Linked DNA regions of Zea mays: all the other regions are linked to region 3. The links are chromatin contacts, called in public Hi-C maps. All regions are on one chromosome and are shown on one strand. The core of a region is the stretch at or near the end of the contact, and the rest is flanking DNA. Distances in the headings are between cores, read along the strand shown. Region 1 holds the start of LOC100279037. Region 2 holds the start of LOC100285589. Region 3 holds the start of LOC100280873 (protein transport protein Sec61 beta subunit).

The links. Hi-C and Micro-C count contacts between places; a contact is called where the count stands out from the background.
Region 1: a Hi-C map of tassel shows a contact between it and region 3, with 2.8 times the contacts expected there. The contact joins the promoter of LOC100279037 here to the promoter of LOC100280873 in region 3. A contact is called at or near these places in 3 of 25 Hi-C or Micro-C datasets (ear, endosperm and tassel).
Region 2: a contact with region 3 is called in a Hi-C map of bundle sheath, with 5 times the contacts expected there. The contact joins the promoter of LOC100285589 here to the promoter of LOC100280873 in region 3. A contact is called at or near these places in 4 of 25 Hi-C or Micro-C datasets (bundle sheath, endosperm, leaf and 1 more).

Annotation. Positions count from the first base shown.
Region 1 is chr8:136,507,597-136,510,296 of Zm-B73-REFERENCE-NAM-5.0, reverse strand. LOC100279037 reads left to right here and starts at 1,377. Exons shown (of 1, transcript NM_001399039.1): 1 at 1,377-2,700. The coding sequence starts at 1,439. The coding sequence ends at 2,698.
Region 2 is chr8:137,641,353-137,644,284 of Zm-B73-REFERENCE-NAM-5.0, reverse strand. It overlaps LOC100285589, which reads right to left and starts at 1,306. Exons shown (of 6, transcript NM_001158480.2): 1 at 714-1,306; 2 at 1-177. The coding sequence starts at 780.
Region 3 is chr8:137,055,447-137,058,258 of Zm-B73-REFERENCE-NAM-5.0, reverse strand. It overlaps LOC100280873 (protein transport protein Sec61 beta subunit), which reads right to left and starts at 1,504. Exons shown (of 1, transcript NM_001153793.1): 1 at 639-1,504. The coding sequence starts at 1,362. The coding sequence ends at 1,039. It overlaps LOC101202700, which reads left to right and starts at 2,609. Exons shown (of 3, transcript NM_001294319.2): 1 at 2,609-2,812. The coding sequence starts at 2,683.

The sequences.
Region 1 (2,700 bases), core at 128-2,627, 550 kb after region 3:
TGAAAAATGTAAGTACCTCTGCATGGATCAGAAACATTTGTCGAACCCAAGTAGCTTAGTGACCCGCTTGGCAATCCAGGGTTCATCACGTCCAACTTGACCTTTGATGTATCCACCTACCAAGCACAAAATCACTGAATCAGAGGAAGCCCTTGCAGAAACAACTATATATCCCTAAAATATTGTGCGCTCGTTACAGCCAAATTGAGAAACAAAGGGTATGAGTGAAAGAACGAGCTAACCAGATGGTCAAGCTCGGACGTGAACTTCTGTGTCTTGAGCAACTTGGCTTGCTTATTTGAGAAGCTTGTGTCCTGGTCAGTCAATGCCCCTGCAAAAAACACGACAATTAGAGTGGTCTCTACCAATAATAGATCCGACGAGAACAAATGTGACCAGATGAAGCGCACGCTAGGTAGATCTACCGTTTATGCCACATTGCCCATGGAATGGGAGGAGTGGAGCTCGTGCCGGAGCAGAAGACGAGTGAGCAAGGAGATGAGATCTTGGTCCCTAGGGGCGACGAGGAGGTTCAGAGTTGGCTGGACTCGACTTTTATCACCTAGTGAGCATCCTTATCCGGAGGCGAGCGCCCTAATCCTCCTTGTCGGTGGCGGTGCAACGGCGGAAGAAGCGGGCAGAGGTTGTTGTGAAATGGATGGGGTTTGTTTCTAGAGAGATAGCTGTGAGAACGCTAATGTGCAAACAAATAGGATAGGGATGGGATATGATCTGGGACCACATGTTGATTTTGAAGAAATACAAGAGGTTCTTTGTAAAAAGATGACGAGGGACGACCGTTGAAACTGGTGCTTTAATATAGTAGAGAACTATGTAAAGGGTGCAGTCTACAATGCAAAACAATGTTTTACATAGTCATATGCACGATCTGTTGACCATAGCCTAAGTATACTAATAACATTAACTTTATAATGCCACTACATTTTTATGTACAAGGATTGTCAAAGCTTGAGAAAGTATTTGTGACAAAAAACTCAAAAGGACATATAGTTGCAACTGGTTGAATTATAATGTATTGATAGAGTTATAAAAGGGGTAGTAAATGATTAGTTGAAGTTATGTCTTTAAGATAGTAAAAACTTAATAAGGTAAAAGCATTCTAAAATTGGTCTTCTATTTGAACGTACTTTTGAAAAGTTAAGATATAAAAGCAGGCTAAACATATTCAACCGCCCAATAAAACTTTTCCATTTGTGCATATATAGAAATTAATAAATATAAAAACTATAAATACATGCCACACCTCTTTTAGGGCCATAAAAGCGTTCCACTGATCGTATTGATTACCATATGCATGCCTTATTTACAAGCTAGGCTTGACTATATATATACACGGGGTCCAACTTCCATCCACCACAACGATCTCCTATGCACAAACATCCACAAAAACAAAAGAAGGGAAAAACACAAGCTAGCCATGGTTAGCAGCAAGATTAGTATTGTCGGAGCCATCACATCTCCAATTGTGGTTGTGGTGGCACTGACACTATTGATCACACTTTTGGCACCGACAGTAGATGCACAACCATACTCAACAATGCCACCTAGCATGATCGGAGATTTATTGCCACGGACGAGAGTACCTCCGTCTGGGCCTAGCCATCCTCCACCCATGGCGGCGATGCCACCATCATGGAGAATGCCATCCGCTGGACCTATGAAGCCTCCTTCCATGGCGGCGATGTCACCTGATGTTGTTGGGGATTTGCTACCACGAGGACCTAGCCATCCGCCACCAAGGGTAGCGATGTCACCTGATGTTGTTGGGGATTTGCTACCACGAGGACCTAGCCATCCGCCACCAAGGGTGGCGATGTCACCTGATGTTGTTGGGGATTTGCTACCACGAGGACCTAGCCATCCGCCACCAAGGGTAGCGATGTCACCTGATGTTGTTGGGGATTTGCTACCACGAGGACCTAGCCATCCGCCACCAAGGGTGGCGATGTCACCTGATGTTGTTGGGGATTTGCTACCACGAGGACCTAGCCATCCGCCACCAAGGGTAGCGATGTCACCTGATGTTGTTGGGGATTTGCTACCACGAGGACCTAGCCATCCGCCACCAAGGGTGGCGATGTCACCTGATGTTGTTGGGGATTTGCTACCACGAGGACCTAGCCATCCGCCACCAAGGGTAGCGATGTCACCTGATGTTGTTGGGGATTTGCTACCACGAGGACCTAGCCATCCGCCACCAAGGGTGGCGATGTCACCTGATGTTGTTGGGGATTTGCTACCACGAGGACCTAGCCATCCGCCACCAAGGGTAGCGATGTCACCTGATGTTGTTGGGGATTTGCTACCACGAGGACCTAGCCATCCGCCACCAAGGGTGGCGATGTCACCTGATGTTGTTGGGGATTTGCTACCACGAGGACCTAGCCATCCGCCACCAAGGGTAGCGATGTCACCTGATGTTGTTGGGGATTTGCTACCACGAGGACCTAGCCATCCGCCACCAAGGGTGGCGATGTCACCTGATGTTGTTGGGGATTTGCTACCACGAGGACCTAGCCATCCGCCACCAAGGGTAGCGATGTCACCTGATGTTGTTGGGGATTTGCTACCACGAGGACCTAGCCATCCACCACCCTTGGAGGAAATGATCGAGTATAGCAATGATGTCCTCGGTGCGAATGATAAACTTGTTGGTAATGTAAGGATGAATACATAAGG
Region 2 (2,932 bases), core at 57-2,556, 590 kb before region 3:
TGAAGTTCCTGGTGGCGGTCCTCAGCTCGTTGAAGCTGAAGGCCCTGACGTTGGCCGACTCCAGGATCTCGTCCTCGCTGCGGGGCGTCGGCAGCATGGACGCGGACGACGCGTGGCTGCTGCACCCGCTCAGGGCTGCCGCCGCCCCGTTCCTGCTCGCCAACTTGGACGCCGTCCCTGACGATCATCAAAAGGAAGAAACTTTGAGAATTCCGCGCATCGTGGTATTTATATTCCTTTTTGTTTGCCCAGTGTTAATAAAGTGAGAAAGAAGAGGGAAATGACCCATGGGCCGCCAAGTTAGAAGCCAAAGACTGAAGCTTCCTCTTCGCTTCCTTGGCTTGGCTTATACAAAGAAAACACGTAAAACCTTTCTTCGGCGTGCGTTGGGGTCGGGGGAGGAGGGAGGGCAGTCAAAAACATTGAAAAATAAAAACAGGGCAACCCTGGATTTAGGCCTAGCTGAACAAAAATCTGAACGTTCGATCCAGCTAGTGCCGTGAGTGGCATGGCATGTGAGGGGAAAAAGTCCTGTAAATTAAGTGAGCCGTGCTAGCAAAATATATTGTATCGGTTATCATAGACATAGCACTGAAATGGTGCTAGAAATCATCGTGATCCAAAAGAGTGGAAGACAAAGCCTGTGATGGACGGCTAACGTGATCGAAGGTGGAATCAATTAAACGAAGCGATCCAAAAGAGAAGAGACAAACCTGACGGGGATGAGGCGCCGCGGGACGGGCTGTCGGAGCTGATCTTGGCGCCCCAGCAGTTGCCCATGGCGACGCGCCGCGCCGCGGAAGGAACCCTTGCTGAATCAGAAAGGGGGTGGGGGAGCACGAGCAAACGACAAGCAGGGGCAGAGGAGAAGAAGAAGAAGAAGAAGAAGGCGGGGACCTTTTTGGTGATGGTGCCTGCGGGGTGCGGGCGGGGGCGGATGAGGTTGAGGAGGGATTGGAAAAGCGGGGCGGCAGAAGAGAAAAAGCCGGCGGTTTCCCTTTCTGGGTCACGCACCCCGCGTTGGCCTGCACGGATCGCTCCACCCTAAACCTGAAGAGCGAGGGGGGCTGAAGACCACCACCAACCAACTCTCGCGCCAGCGCCAGCGGCCGGGATACCGCCTGCCCTGCCACCAGCGCTTCTAGAAGTAGCAGCAGTGGGAGGGGGGCGAGGGGGGAGTGGATGGAGATGCCGCCGCCATTAATGGCTGGCGGGCGGAGGGGAAAGGCAAAGGCTCCCTCGGAAAGCGAGAGGGCGAGGACTGAGCACTAGCAGGGGGAGAGGTGGTGGTTGGCTCCCCACCCCTTTTCCTTCCGTCTAGTATTATATATTTATTTATTTTTCTCGTTGCCGTCACCCTACGTGAGGGCTCCACGGCCGTCCGCTGCGCATCGGACGGCGGCGACGGCCTTCCGTGGTGGGTAGGAAACGTGAACGAAATAAATAAATAAAATAAAATAATTAGATGGGTGGATCGAATCGCCGGCGCACGGCTCTGCCCGCTGCTACGGAGTCCAAAGAGGCGCGACGCAACACGGCCTCGCTGACTAATAAACGTTTTTTTATAAAAAAATAATACTATTCAATTTGGTTTGAATTTTAAAGCCTCGGGCGGCGGCGGCGAGTCAGCTGGCAAAATGTATATAGGGAGCGTGTGTGTGTGTACACGGACCGATGGGTCGGACAAAATGTGCTAGTAGTACTTTTTTTTTAATGGCAGCCGGTTTGATACTTGTGATGCGCTGCAGTGATTGATTGGAGAAGGACAAGTTGAGCACTGCAGGTAGTAATAGTAGTAGTAGTAGGTTAGCAGGTTGGTTAGATCTCCGTTGAATTGTATGCACGTCGCCGGCTGCGTGTGTGCGCGTGCACACGTGATCCAGGGATCTTTTGCCTTCCTTTTCTTTTCGGTTCGCTCCTCCTAGTACGTACTACTACTGTCTCGGCTTCAGGGAACACGTACGCACCCGCAGAGTCCAGGCCCTGCAACGTGATGGCCCATTGCCTGCTCGCCCACCGAGCCCAAGAAGGATGCACAGGGCCCAGCTGCCTCAGTTTTACTAGTACAGTCGGCCCATATACTCCGTGCCTACTTTGTACTTTGGGCCATTTCGCTTCTGCCAAAATCCCATATGTCGTCAATACACCGGCCATTTCAGGGGGGATGTTGTGCATCCGGCCTGCAAACTCCGAACGCTGCAGCCCCTCGGAAACTGGATGATGGGCCCAACGAAGGACACCACCGCTTGGCCGCTGGCTCTTCGGCTCTGTTTTCACGCGTTCGGCTCCGTGACGTGTGAGCGAGCAGGCACGGCTCCGCTGGCTGCAACGTTGGATGTTGACGCATATGTGTGTTGGTTGTTGACGGCTTCGTTTGGGGATCACTCTTCTGCTCTTATTCCTTTTGACATTAGTAAAACATTGGAAGAAATCAGAAAAGGCAAGTCCAGAATTGGTTGTATCTGGAGCATACTCGAAGCCTGTTGATCTGTGATCGACTGGTAATAAAGGAGATCACAATTTTCTAATTTATATATGGCGAACAATAACAGTAACTGGAATATTCTCAACTGGTAACAAAACTTCTCTATTCCCAAATGTTGTATCATTTACTGGTTCATCAAAATGTAGTTTTCGTGCAGTTGAGGCTTCTTGATCAAGACCAAGCAAAAGACTCGTATATTCTCCGGGCATGAAACATGGCACAGTGCTTGAAAAGTTGACCAACATATTGATGGAATTGTTTGGTGCTGACATATTGTCACATGTGTTACCTGGTCATTCTTCTACAATTCACATATATAAGAAAGAACATTATACCTTAAATATATTTGCAACTATTAAAAATGAGTTTGTGACTAAATAAATTAGTACATGCAACAATGAGTACCTCGCTCCTGAGAACTTTTATTTTTTTCTTCTTCGTCTTCTT
Region 3 (2,812 bases), core at 255-2,754:
TGCTTTGCTTTATTTTTTGTGAATGGGTGACAACTTAGGTGGATTAATATGTTTTTATGTTGAGACACACAAGATTTAGTCCACAAGTACACTAGGGCGAGCAACTCTAGCCATATAGATAGGATGTTGGAAGATTGTCACTACTAAATGATACTAAGGTATATAAGATGAAGATATACCTTTATAACATACAAATCGAATGTGGATGTGTCATGCCACATTAGAGCACACTAATGAAACCACATCAGATCACACTAATAAAAGTTCGGGGAATCAAGTGACATTAGGGACCCACCCAAGTGACCCTTAACCTGACGACCAAACATTAGTGGAGGTCCATACCCTTGACCCGACACGCTTAAAACTTTGATAAAAAAACTCATAGCAGCATCCAGTTCAAGCCTAATGCAATAAGGAGCTGTCATATGCTTTGCCCATTCTAACTTCCAGGTATATAAATCAACCAGCATCATATTGTTATAACCTCGCGATGAACATAATAACATCATGTCGAGCATAGCTACTTGTACAAACTTCGAATGCTATAGTTTCAGAACAAGAGCTTGCTGGAGGGGCGAAACAAACACTGACAAATTATAGGAGCACACAACATAATGCAGAATTTTATGGCTAGCAGGTAAGGTGCGAAGCAATAATCAAACTCCCCAGTTCGGTAAAAGTACCCAGAATACCTAGCAAGTGCAGAAAGTAGTTAATGGAGCGACAACAATGGAGCACATCTAAAGCTAGGAAGATGCACTTGTAGCTAGCAAGCAGAATTAGAAGAAACTAGTCATAGTTATTCCAGTAATAATTCTCAAAGCAAGGGAAGAAAATAACAGAAAGGGCGCATTAAGTTGACCAGTACTAGGGTTTCCATCTGCAGATCGAAAGTAAGGACCAACCAAAAGCTAGGCAACACAACAAGCTGCGCGTCTCGCCATACACAAATTCATCACCCAAAAACCAAAACCTTCACCGTCTGATCTGTCTGTCTGATCCGATGTGTGGGAGCAAGAGCGGTCGGATCGGATCGGATCACGCGGAGGCCGCGGCCGTCCGGGAGCGGTAGAGCTTGCCGAAGATGTGGAGGGCGGTGACGAAGCCGATGAAGCAGAGGGACATGACGAGCACCATGGTAGGCGAGAGCCGGAGCCCCGGCGCCTCGTCGGTGTAGAAGCGGAGCATGTTGCTCCCGCCGCCCCCCGAGAATCCGCCACCCCCGCCGGACGCGGTGGCGCGGCGGCGGCGCATCCCGGCGGCCGCCGCGGCCGTGCCGCGCGGCCCCACGGTGGCCGGGCGCGCGCCGGCGCCGGCGCCAGCGCCAACGGAGGACTGCGACTGCGAGGAGGAGCGGGCCATGGCTGGCGGGCGGCGTACGTAGGGATCTGCGGCACGAGGCGGAGGATGAGTGGAGAACTCGCTCGTATGCTCGGGATCGGCGGCGCTTATGCTCCTCCCGCTGCTTCGTCGTCGTCGTCGCCTAGACGGGAGGAGATAAGCTCGGTGGTGGGGTCGGGGGATGGGCAGGTTATTACTGCGTGCCGTGCGACTGCTATTCGTTGGGCTGGCTGTATCCAACCCGTACGTACATACTATCGGCCTACGTACTCGTGATAATTGCTAAAGATCGCAAAACGGAGCCCACGAGACCCACCAGCCCATTTCATTTTATCGTTTGGACCTCGAAACCAAAGGGAGAACGTCGAGATGGCATTTGGCATTTTATCGTTTAAACTATTATGCTCCTTGGGTTAAGTGATTTTTTTTAAAAAGATCTAAGAGCGGATTTGCAAATATATAACAGTTCTATAATAAGAGGAGGGGTTGTTCCAAACCGGCCATCTCTTCCACTCAGTAGTTCTCTAGATTTTCATCCGCTTAGAACTAGTTAGTGTGCTTCACTTCTAAAGAGAAGTAAACAACTCTATCGTATTTGTCACACCTGTAAAAATGAACGGTATTGGAAGGAAGCGAGATCTTGTTGACAGTATACAAAGGCCCTCTTTGACACAACTTCTATAAATTTTTTTCATAGGTTTAAGCAAAAGATAGACCAAACAGGACATTTTTGAAGCAGTTATCAGTTTAGCTGTTTATCAGAATGTACTAAAAGCAGACAATAAATAGAAACTGTTTTTTACAACTTCTATAACCAAAATATGTTCCATGAAATTCGTGCTCAAGGCTTTATAAAAGGCTCGATTAGAGTTGGGGGTTTGTTTGGTTCAGCTTTTTTCTGAGAAGCTTTTCTAAGAATCTGATTGTGAGGAGAATCTGACTGTAAAGAGAATCTAAGTATCATGGTGATTACATGTAAAAGAAGATAAAATATTTCATAGGATTTATGATATCGAAAGTGATGGTTTTTACTATCGCAACGACTCAGCTTATTATATGTTCATGTTGATTTTAGACAATTTTGACCAAAATAATTCTTATATAAGCAGACTGAAAAGAAAAAAAGCTAGACATTTACTAGTCTGCAGCAGCTTCTGGTGTCTAGAAGCTGGAAAAAAAAGCTGCGGACCTGGTCTCTCCCTCGCCCACTTATGTGCCATTAAAGCCCAATACATGAGCTACAATGTGGCCCAGCCTCAGAAGGCCCAATAGGTGGTCACTCTACTACCCGAAGCCGCGGGCTGAACCCTAACTGACCCAGAGCGATCGGAGCTGACGACGATGGCCGGGAAGGCGGCGGCCGCGACGGCGGCGAGGTGGGCGGAGGGGTACCCGTGGAAGGAGAAGCTGGCAAAGTACAAGGGTGAGCTCGGGAAGGGGGTGTGGGGATACTGGGAGCTCGGCGCGTGGA